2 separate regions of the Anser cygnoides genome follow, and region 1 is linked to region 2. A link is a contact called in public Hi-C data. All regions are on one chromosome and are shown on one strand. The core of a region is the stretch at or near the end of the contact, and the rest is flanking DNA. Distances in the headings are between cores, read along the strand shown.

Evidence for each region. A called contact is a pair of places that touch in the nucleus more often than the background predicts.
Region 1: a Hi-C map of liver shows a contact between it and region 2, with 1.8 times the contacts expected there. The contact joins the enhancer-like site here to the promoter of CAMKK2 in region 2. A contact is called at or near these places in 2 of 7 Hi-C or Micro-C datasets (both in liver).

The regions. Positions count from the first base shown.
Region 1 is chr17:3,269,692-3,274,005 of Taihu_goose_T2T_genome, forward strand. All of the region lies in intron 3 of ATP2A2 (ATPase sarcoplasmic/endoplasmic reticulum Ca2+ transporting 2), which reads left to right. Among named protein-coding and RNA genes, the nearest start is that of ATP2A2, 7.0 kb to the left of the region's middle. Within about 2 kb of position 1,485, at least 1 of the 3 cell types and tissues checked has open chromatin away from gene starts, as enhancers often do. A contact at or near this core is called in liver, where this site is marked.
Region 2 is chr17:3,141,333-3,145,817 of Taihu_goose_T2T_genome, forward strand. CAMKK2 (calcium/calmodulin dependent protein kinase kinase 2) reads left to right here and starts at 1,944. Exons shown (of 18, transcript XR_010825537.1): 1 at 1,944-2,155. All of the region lies in intron 1 of RNF34 (ring finger protein 34), which reads right to left. ANAPC5 (anaphase promoting complex subunit 5) reads left to right here. Exons shown (of 17, transcript XM_048073818.2): 17 at 367-702. The coding sequence ends at 581.

The sequences.
Region 1 (4,314 bases), core at 235-2,734, 130 kb after region 2:
TATGCTGCCTGTTGCCTTGGCTGTGGATACCGTATGCTACATTCCAAGTCAGAACTGCTGTTGCAGATGTGCCAAGTTAGTAACAGCTTCAATTCTTACACTGTTGTTCCTCCAATATTTTTACTGGCCTTAAGTATGGCTTTTGAAGAGAAACCGTGTAATTTCTGATTCGAAGTAAATGGATCTACACGCGCACTCGGATCTTGTCCCAGTGTTTTGTCAGACATGGTGAAGCTTTTACAGAGGTAACTTGAGAAATGCATCTCAGTGGTTCAGGGGCCTTTGTAGCTTGACTTTCTAGGTGTAAGTAAGAGGATGTTCAATTTACCATGAAATCCAGCTTTTAATTCTTGCTACTTCAATAGCACACACTGAAATCGACAGTATTTACATTAAAAATAAGCTTGCTTTGCTGTATAAATCACTTCAAGTTGTAAAATGTTACTTGTGCCCCTGATTGGGAATAATGCTTTGAAGAATGTGATGTATGCTTAACTGTACAGTCTCTGCATCATATTTCTGAGTTTTCTTCTACAAGATGAAGTATGTACTAGAAACTAGCAAAAGCTTGTATTTTAGTTAAATCTTCAGCATTCTGAGAGCACTCCTCCTTAGTTCAATTATTTCTCTAATGCCTGAACTAACTTAAAAGTGAATGTTCTGGGTCTCGTTCTACTAGTGGATGTGTGTGTTTAGATTAAAACGATATCTTGTGATTTAGGCTGGAGAAGTTCATTATATCCTGGAAATTAGCATGAGTATAGCCTCATCTGTGTTAAAAGGTGAACAAAGCTGCTGGCGAAGGGAGTTAAATGTGCCAGTAAAATGTTGCAGGCTTTGCCCTGGGATCACCCCAGAGCTACCTGGTAAGGTCAGGAGCTGTATGTGACACGAGATAAGGGTTGCTGAAGTACATTACATTGGCATGCTTTTAGCCAAACTCAGATTACTCAATAGGACCTGAGACACCAAATGATAGGTGGGGTGACAAAGGAGTAAGAAGCAATTGTGATTCCATTTTAATTTGTATAAATTAAACTAAGTACTCTGTATCTTTATTTTCACTGGTTTTGCTACAGTAATCACAGGAATGTACTTGCATTTAGAAGTACGGAGTAGCATAAATGTTGGGTATTTACAATCTGCTGACCCAATAAAATTCTTGATTTCTTACTAATAATTCTGGTCAAGATTTCTTTTTCTTGGGTAGCAATTAAAAATAAATCTGTTAGCAAATTGGGGATTTTACCTTTATTATTTCCTGGTGTTCAGGATAACTGTCAAGTAACTAGAACAAGTATCAGAACTATTAAAATAGCTTGTATCTGCTTAAAATTAAGTAAATTTGTATTGAGAAGAAAAATCATTAAAAAGATTTTTGAGCAGTAGTAGTTAGCACTCTGTCCAGAATGTACTGAATCTTAACTCAGTGTGTCCTGTGAGAAGAGGGCTCTCTTAAAAGCTTGCTGTAGTTCTACATGACTAGCTTTAATTAGTCTAAGACTTTTTTTCATCAGGATGAGGTCTTAATCTGCCTGCTCACTTCAAAGTTTCCATTGTCAAAATGAAAACCAAACAAAAAAAAAGCCTTGTTAGGTTGCTGACAACAAACTGTTTGCTTTTCGTCTGTTAGTAGGTACAGCCTGCTGGGCAACAGAATTTTATCTTGAAACTTCCATTCTTCATTTTATTCTGTTTCTGTTACTTAATGACAAATGGACACCTGAGGCAGTTTGCCACCATAACTTAACCTCACAATCCACAGATATTAATTTGTAGAAATGCAAAAGGCTGTAAGGACACTTACGTTCTTGTAGCTGTATTGATTAGTAGTCTGCCTCATTGCTGGCTGACTTCTGCATTGTACTTCTGACCCCCTTTCTTTAAATAACCACAAAAACTAAGTGCTGTTTGCCTGTTGTTGCATGTTTTTGGACTTAGTATCCTGCAGGTCCACCCCATTATGCCTTGGATAAAGTAGGCATCTGTAAGCCATAACTCTAGCAACACTAAATCAGATGTGCTGAGTGAAAGTTGTCCTCAAAGCTGCTTGTGTTGGCTGTTGGTATGGGACTGGTAGGTCTTGCTATTGATTTCCCTTATGCTGTCAGGCTTCTGTTTCTTTTGAGCAATTATTTTATCTTTTTCTTGCTTTTTAAAACTTAAATGATAATTTCTCCTACTGACCTGAACAGTACAGTGGAGATTGATGATGTGGTAATTAAGCTTCTCTACATGTGAGTTTAAGTGGCTAAAATATGGTGGGGCCCTTCTGAGTAGTAGCCAAAGATCTTTCATGGAAAACCTCTTCAGGGTTTTAAAGTGTGCTAATGGAAGCTTTTTTTGACATAGACTCAATGCCTTGGGCAAGAATTATAGTCTCTACTAGGCTTTGGCTTACGATCTGTTATCAAAAATGCATAATGAAATGCTCCTAAACTTACGTGTATTCTTTGCTCTACCTTCTGAGCTTGCTGTGTTTTTGTTAACTTTAGGCTACTATCAAATAATAACACTCATTTGTTAGTACAGTAAGTCTTGTAGGTCACAAATGTCCTCAGTGGAGTGCTAATGTAGCAGTAGTTTGCTAGAGCAAAACCAAGGACTCGCGTTCAGGTGTTCTGTTATTTACATGCCTATGTTTGCACTCTAGAACTACACAGTGTAGGTTCTGTTCCACAGTTAACAATTGTGTGGAAACTTTGTGGGCGAGATGTGTGCTGCTCGCCTCCAGGATTAACTGGGTATTTCATTTTAATCTAGTTACAGATTGATAACTTTGCCAAACAAGCAACAGTGAAGATCTAAGGCAACTTAATAGATTTGTACTGTTAGGATCTCTGAGTTCATCGGCTCTTTTTGAAATAATGGCTTATTGAAGGAAAGATCTCAAACTTAATTTTGGCTCTCCTTGATGTGCGTGGATCTTGCTGTTCTTGTAGCTACTTTCCTTCCCTCTTGAAGTTGCAGGGTTTCTTGGTGTTGCTTTACAACCCACATGGTCTTCAATCTGCAAAGATTATGGTTTAGTATTATGTAAAGCAGATGTTTTACTCCAGTTAACCTTGCAGTTGTCTGCTCTGTTAAGAATGCTAGAAAATGATTGAATTCCCTTGCTTTTTTGGAAGCAGGATTGGCCGTGTGGAATCCCAATAAAGAAAAGGAGGGAAGAAACAGATACTAAGCAGCTTTTCTGATGGTGTGTGGCTTTGTATATGCCAAGGAAACTGGGACATGCTGTTAGCCATTTCTATAGCTCTGCTAGAGGCAACAGTGCTGGTGAAGAGTAAAAGCTGTCTGTGATACAAGGGGTAATGTGTTGAGTGAAAACTACTGTGTAGGCTGCGCTTCAGCAGGTCAAATGGCAGAAGCTGTTACTGAGGATTGAAGATATGTGGTGTGGGAGGAGGGAAGAGGCATCGAGATGTGAAGAGCATAAGAATTCCTAACTAAATCCCTCTCTCCAGAGGGATTACGCAGACCCTCCAAATAATGCATTGCCAGTTGGAGTGGTTGAGTCTTACTAATCGTAACCTGGGCCTTACAAGTTTATTCTTTTGTCATAAAATTTGTTGTTGCATTGGGTTTGCTTGACAGTCTGCTTTCTGCTTGAGGCTTTCATGCTGCTGCTCCTTCTTCCTTTTAACGTCCTGGAGTGTTTCACAATTGAGCAATAGCTCTGAGCAGCATGTCAGTGGAATTATGGTGCTTGCTTTAGTAACGGTTTGCTCACTGCAGTCAGTGATTCAGAGTGCTGCTGTTGCCTGACTACCAGCCCTAATTATCTCAACACGTTGTTCCTATTTACTGTCACTTTCCAGGCTTCCTGTTGCTCAATATGTTGACGAAAAAGCTCTTCCTCTCTGGTCACGTTAGCTTGACTTTTCTTCAGTAGCTACAGAACTCTGCAGAGGCCCTGACGCTTACCCATTCTCCTGAAGCCAAATGAATGGCAGAAGCCTAAAACTAGAACATGATTTGAAAGCAAATGGATTAAAATCTTCTTGGTGTCTTTTATGCAAATTTTCCAGTTGATTTACTTAAAAAAAAGTTTAATTTTTATCAGATCCTTGGCTCTGAATTCAACTTCAGATGTAATTGTACGGTTCACTTAAATGCTTCAATAGGACATCACTTGTATTTTAATTAGTAGATATTTATTTTTCATATCTACTTACTGAAAATTTGTAAAGCTATTTTAATTTGTCTAAGTTACTGATAAAGAACAATTTAGTTAAAATTCAGAATCTAGCTATGCATAAACCTTAATCATGCAAAGCTTTAGTGCTCTAAGTAGTCAAGCTAATCAGTCTG
Region 2 (4,485 bases), core at 694-3,193:
GTTGAGAGGTACAAACCAGGGCATATATTGGAGTCCTGCTACACAATCACCGTTAATGAAGTTTAAACGATATAGCGGAGTGTATTACCTGCTAATCAGATAGGAGAATTAATTTGGAATTAGTTGTTCAATAGATGGGGTGTTTATAACGGCATGTTGTTTATGCGGTTTATCTGCGTGCTTCAACACCCGTATTTTGCAGCAAAGGTTGGATAACAGACACTAGCTGAAGGACCATGTTGCTAAGACACAAAGTGTTTTGAAAAGCTGAGGAATTTATAATTGGGCTCCTTAGAATGGAGCTGCATCGCTTGGAGTTGTTGTTGTGTTATTTTCTTAAGTATGACTGTCCCCCGTTTCTCACAGCTTTGGAATCCGCTATTCTGAATCTAAATGAAGCTAAGACTTACTTTGCCAAAGTGGACTGCAAAGAGCAGCTCAGAGATGTTCTCTACTTCCAAGCCCGGCTGTTCCACACCCTAGGCAAGACCCAGGAAAGGAATAAATGTGCCATGTTGTTCCGTCAGTTGCACCAGGAACTGCCTGCACATGGTGTCCCCTTAATAAATGCGTTCAAGTGACGCATTTGAAGATGAGATTTGTTTGTTTTCCTCTTTTTTTTTTTTTTACAAATGTCTTTTTACTATATTCAGTCATTTGTGTTTCAGAGTAATTGCCAATAAATCATGGTCTTCTATGGAACATGCTTGTATTTTGTTTGCAGTGACTTAGGGGGAGGCAAGGGTTTCCACCCATTTTGCTTTTATTCTGTACTTGAAATTAAGAATTGAATGAGGGGAAGAAAGAAAAAACTCTTGACTGCGTTACAAACGTGCTGAGGGGAGCACCGCTGTCATGATGAAATATCTCAGTGCCGTTTTCAGAATCAGTGCTGTTTTTATGAACACTGGGGTACAAAACTAGTGAAAAACGTAGGTGAGGCTTCTTTGTGCTCAGTTTAAGTGGTACAGAATGGGGAGTCTCATGTAAAATGCTTCTCTTTCCTTGTGTTTAACCTGTCTACAGGCTGTGTTAGTCTGGGGACATGGATGGTGCTGGCAGAAGGGGAAAACAGGGTTCAGTTGGAAGGGTTTAATGGTACAAAGTCCCGGCACTGTTGCGTTAGGCGCGTCCTTGTGCAAAGAGTGGCTCAGAAAAGTAAAACGTGCAAACAAGAGCCTTAGCTCAGCTGAACTACGTTTACCGTGTGTGTTCCTCCTTAGGTGCTGGCTGTAACTTACGTGCGCCGGTTTTATCTGTGGATGAACGAGGACCGCAACTAACCCAGTATCTGATGCGTTGCCATTGACTGTAAGCACTTAGATCCTTGTTTGGGGAAAAAACAATTCGGGTGCCACGTGGGATTTCACGGGCAGGTGGGGTTGCGCCGGTGTGAGTGCAAACACGCGTGCTGGGTGAACCCTGAGCACAGGGCTGCTGGTCTGTTCTCCCGCTCAATCCTTTCCCCCCACTGCCGTACAAAAGCTGAACCTCATCAGAGTACAGAACCTCCGAGGAGGACAGGTACCGTGCCAGGAAGCGCTCCCCTAAGCCGTGGGGCTGGTAGCGATGAGAAAGCAACTTTGGGACCAAAGCTGCCTCTGCTGGAGCCCTGCCAGGTGAGGCAGGAGGATAATAATAATAATAATTATTATTATTAATCTAGCCGTATTTATTAATGTGAAAAGTGTCCCGGGCTCCCCGAGGGATGCTGGGGCCCCTCGGGCCGAGCCCCGCCTGCAACCTCCACATGGGGGACAGGGGAGGCCGAGCTGGGGACCCCCCCCAAATATAAAATAAAATAAAAATATCTATCCCCCCCCCTCCGTGCCCCCAGGGCCCGGCTGCCGGCGGTGGGGGGCGGGCAGGCTGCGGCTGCCCGAGGGGGGGGGGGGCGGGAGGGGGAAACCTCCCCTTCCCCGGGGCGGAGCGGGGCCTCCCCCCCGCCTCCCCGCCAGCCTCCAGCCTCCATCCCAGCCTCCGTGCCCGGCTGCCTCCCTGCCTCCCTCCCGCCTTCTCTCGCCGCCGGAACGGAACCGAAAGCAAAGGCGGCGCCGGGCGGCCCCGCTCCGGCCCCCGGGGGCCGCGCCCTTCCCCGCGGCCCGGCCCGGTACGGCCCGGCCCGGCCCGGCTCGGCTCGGTACGGCCCGGTCAGGTCGGTGCCTGCGGGCGGGGCGGGGGCGGGGGGGTTGCGGCTGAAGCCGAGACAAAGCCGAGCCCGGTGGGGACGCCCCGGTAGCAGATCCGGCCTGCGCGCGGCTCCGCCGTTATTTTATTTATTTTATTTTATTATTATTATTTATTTTGTTTTTTTTTTGGGGGGGGTGGGGGGTAGGAGCGATGTTGGCACTGCCCCATCCCGGGCTGCGGGGCCCCGGGGCGTGCGGGGGTCTCGGTGGCAGCCGGCGGCATCCTGGGGGGGGGGGGGGGTGGTGTCGGAGCTGGGGTTGGAGGCTGGGGGCAGAGGGGAGGCCACTGCGGGGGGGTCCGGGGGCGTTTGGCGTTACCCTGGGCTTCCCTTGAGCCTGTAGGGTTCATGCAGAGAGCGGCGAGGCTTGCTTCACCTTTGGGACCAAGTTCCCGTCCCGCTCGCAGCGTGGGCGCTGCCACCCCCAGGGGAGCCCTGCGGCTCCGCGCCCCCCAGGGCTGGGGGTCCCAGCCCCTCCTGGCCCCCCATCACGATCCCTTGGGGTGGGCGCAGGGCTTGGGTCGGGGCAGAAGGACGGAGCCTGCTCCAGGGAGCGCTGGCATCGGATGGACCAGGGGCAGGCGGCCTTTACGAGGCCGGGGACGTAATTCTGGGGGGAGGTTTTGTGTCCAGCTCGGCCCCAATGTCTTTAATTGGTGTTGGCAGCGTGCGGGGCCATAGGGCGAGGGGCTCTGAGCCCATCCTGACGCCAGGTCTGACACTTGCACTCTCATTTTGGGATGCTCATCGTGTCCCATTGAAGCAACGTTAGGCGGTATCATCGCTGTTAAAAAAAAAAAACTCGTTAAAGATGCTCTTTTCTTCCAGTTGGAACCTGCCGCTGGGTTTTCTGCCCCCACGGTGCTCCCGGCCAGCCTTGGTGGTTTCCTCCCCAGCTCGTCCCATCCCGGGCCGGGCCGGGGCGATGAGAAGCCTGGGGACACCCGGCCTCGGCTGGGGGCTGGGTGCCTCTTTCCAGTACCTCGTTATTTTGGGTGTCCTCCGACTTCTGAAGAAGCCGCTGAGAGATTTTTTCCATTAAAAGTCAGGCGGGGATGCATATGGGCTTTGTATACTACAGTGACTAATAGATTTCTGGCAAGGTCTGAGCTCGCCCGTAGGAAGGGAAGCAGTGCTCCATGCCCCGTAGCTGCCGATGACACTGCTCCTGGCACCGGCGCTTCCACCACTCGCTGGGACCGCGGAAAGCAAAAAGGCGGCCGGACTCTGCCCGGCCGGAGCTGCCTCAGGCAACTTCCAGCCTCAGAGCTGTGGGAGCCGGGGGGACGTGCGGGGGGGAGGCTCTGCAGCGAAAACCGGCCTTGGTTTAGGTCTGCGCTGAAATCAGTAATTTTTGGGTCATTTTTTGGGGCAGCGCGTGAGCTGATCCCCCCCCCCCCCCCCAGCGGGATGGATGGAGGTGGCGGCCATTGCTTGCCTCCACTGCGAGGGTGAAAATGGAGCTGCGAGGGGCTCAGAGCATCCCTCGCCCCGGTGGTTCAGGGTCTGTGGGTGCCCCCAGGGCTCAGGCAGCACCCAGCCCCACCTGCGGGTGGCTGTGCCGTGTCCCCATGCCGCTGGGGGGCTCCTGGCCGGCTTGGGTTAGGGTTAGGGGCACGATGTCGACAGAAATGACCCCCGGAGGTGTTGCCTCTGCTTCCAGCCTGGGCGAGGTGTTGGTTTCTGAGTGCTCTGGCATCCGTCGGTGCGGGGACCACATGGGGACCCAGCTCAGTCACCTCAGTGGCTCGGTGGCCACGCGGGCTGTGTCGGTGGCTTCGCCCTTGCAGGGACCACTTTTGTCCCCATTCGTTTCCACCAAGCCACGTGGCCGCGGCGCGAGAGGGAGGGATGGTGCCCGGGCTTCCCGGCCCTCTTTCCCTTTAATGCCCCTCTCCTTGGTGAATTAGATGCGAGACTGATTGCTTCGATAATCCTGCTGCAGCCGCTATGGGTTATACGTGGCTCGCAGCCAAACGCTGGGCCGATAAATCATTCCTATACACCAGGCTGCTACAGTTCCTGAGGATTTCGTGGCATGTGCTTTTTGCTTTTACGTAAGGATCTGCTGGATTTCACACCAGAACGCGCCGCTTTTCCCCGCGCAGCGATGGGGGTGGGTGGGTAAAGCCCCCAGGCTGTATTTCCTCCCTTTGGCTTAATTCCCCCACAGTCAATTTTGGTTTTCCTCTGGCTGGTTATACGGCTGTCTTCCTCCTCCTCCTCTTCCTCCTCCTCAGCGTCCCTAAATGCTTATTAAGGCGATCCGGCTGCGTTATCCTTAGAGGTTATTCCCC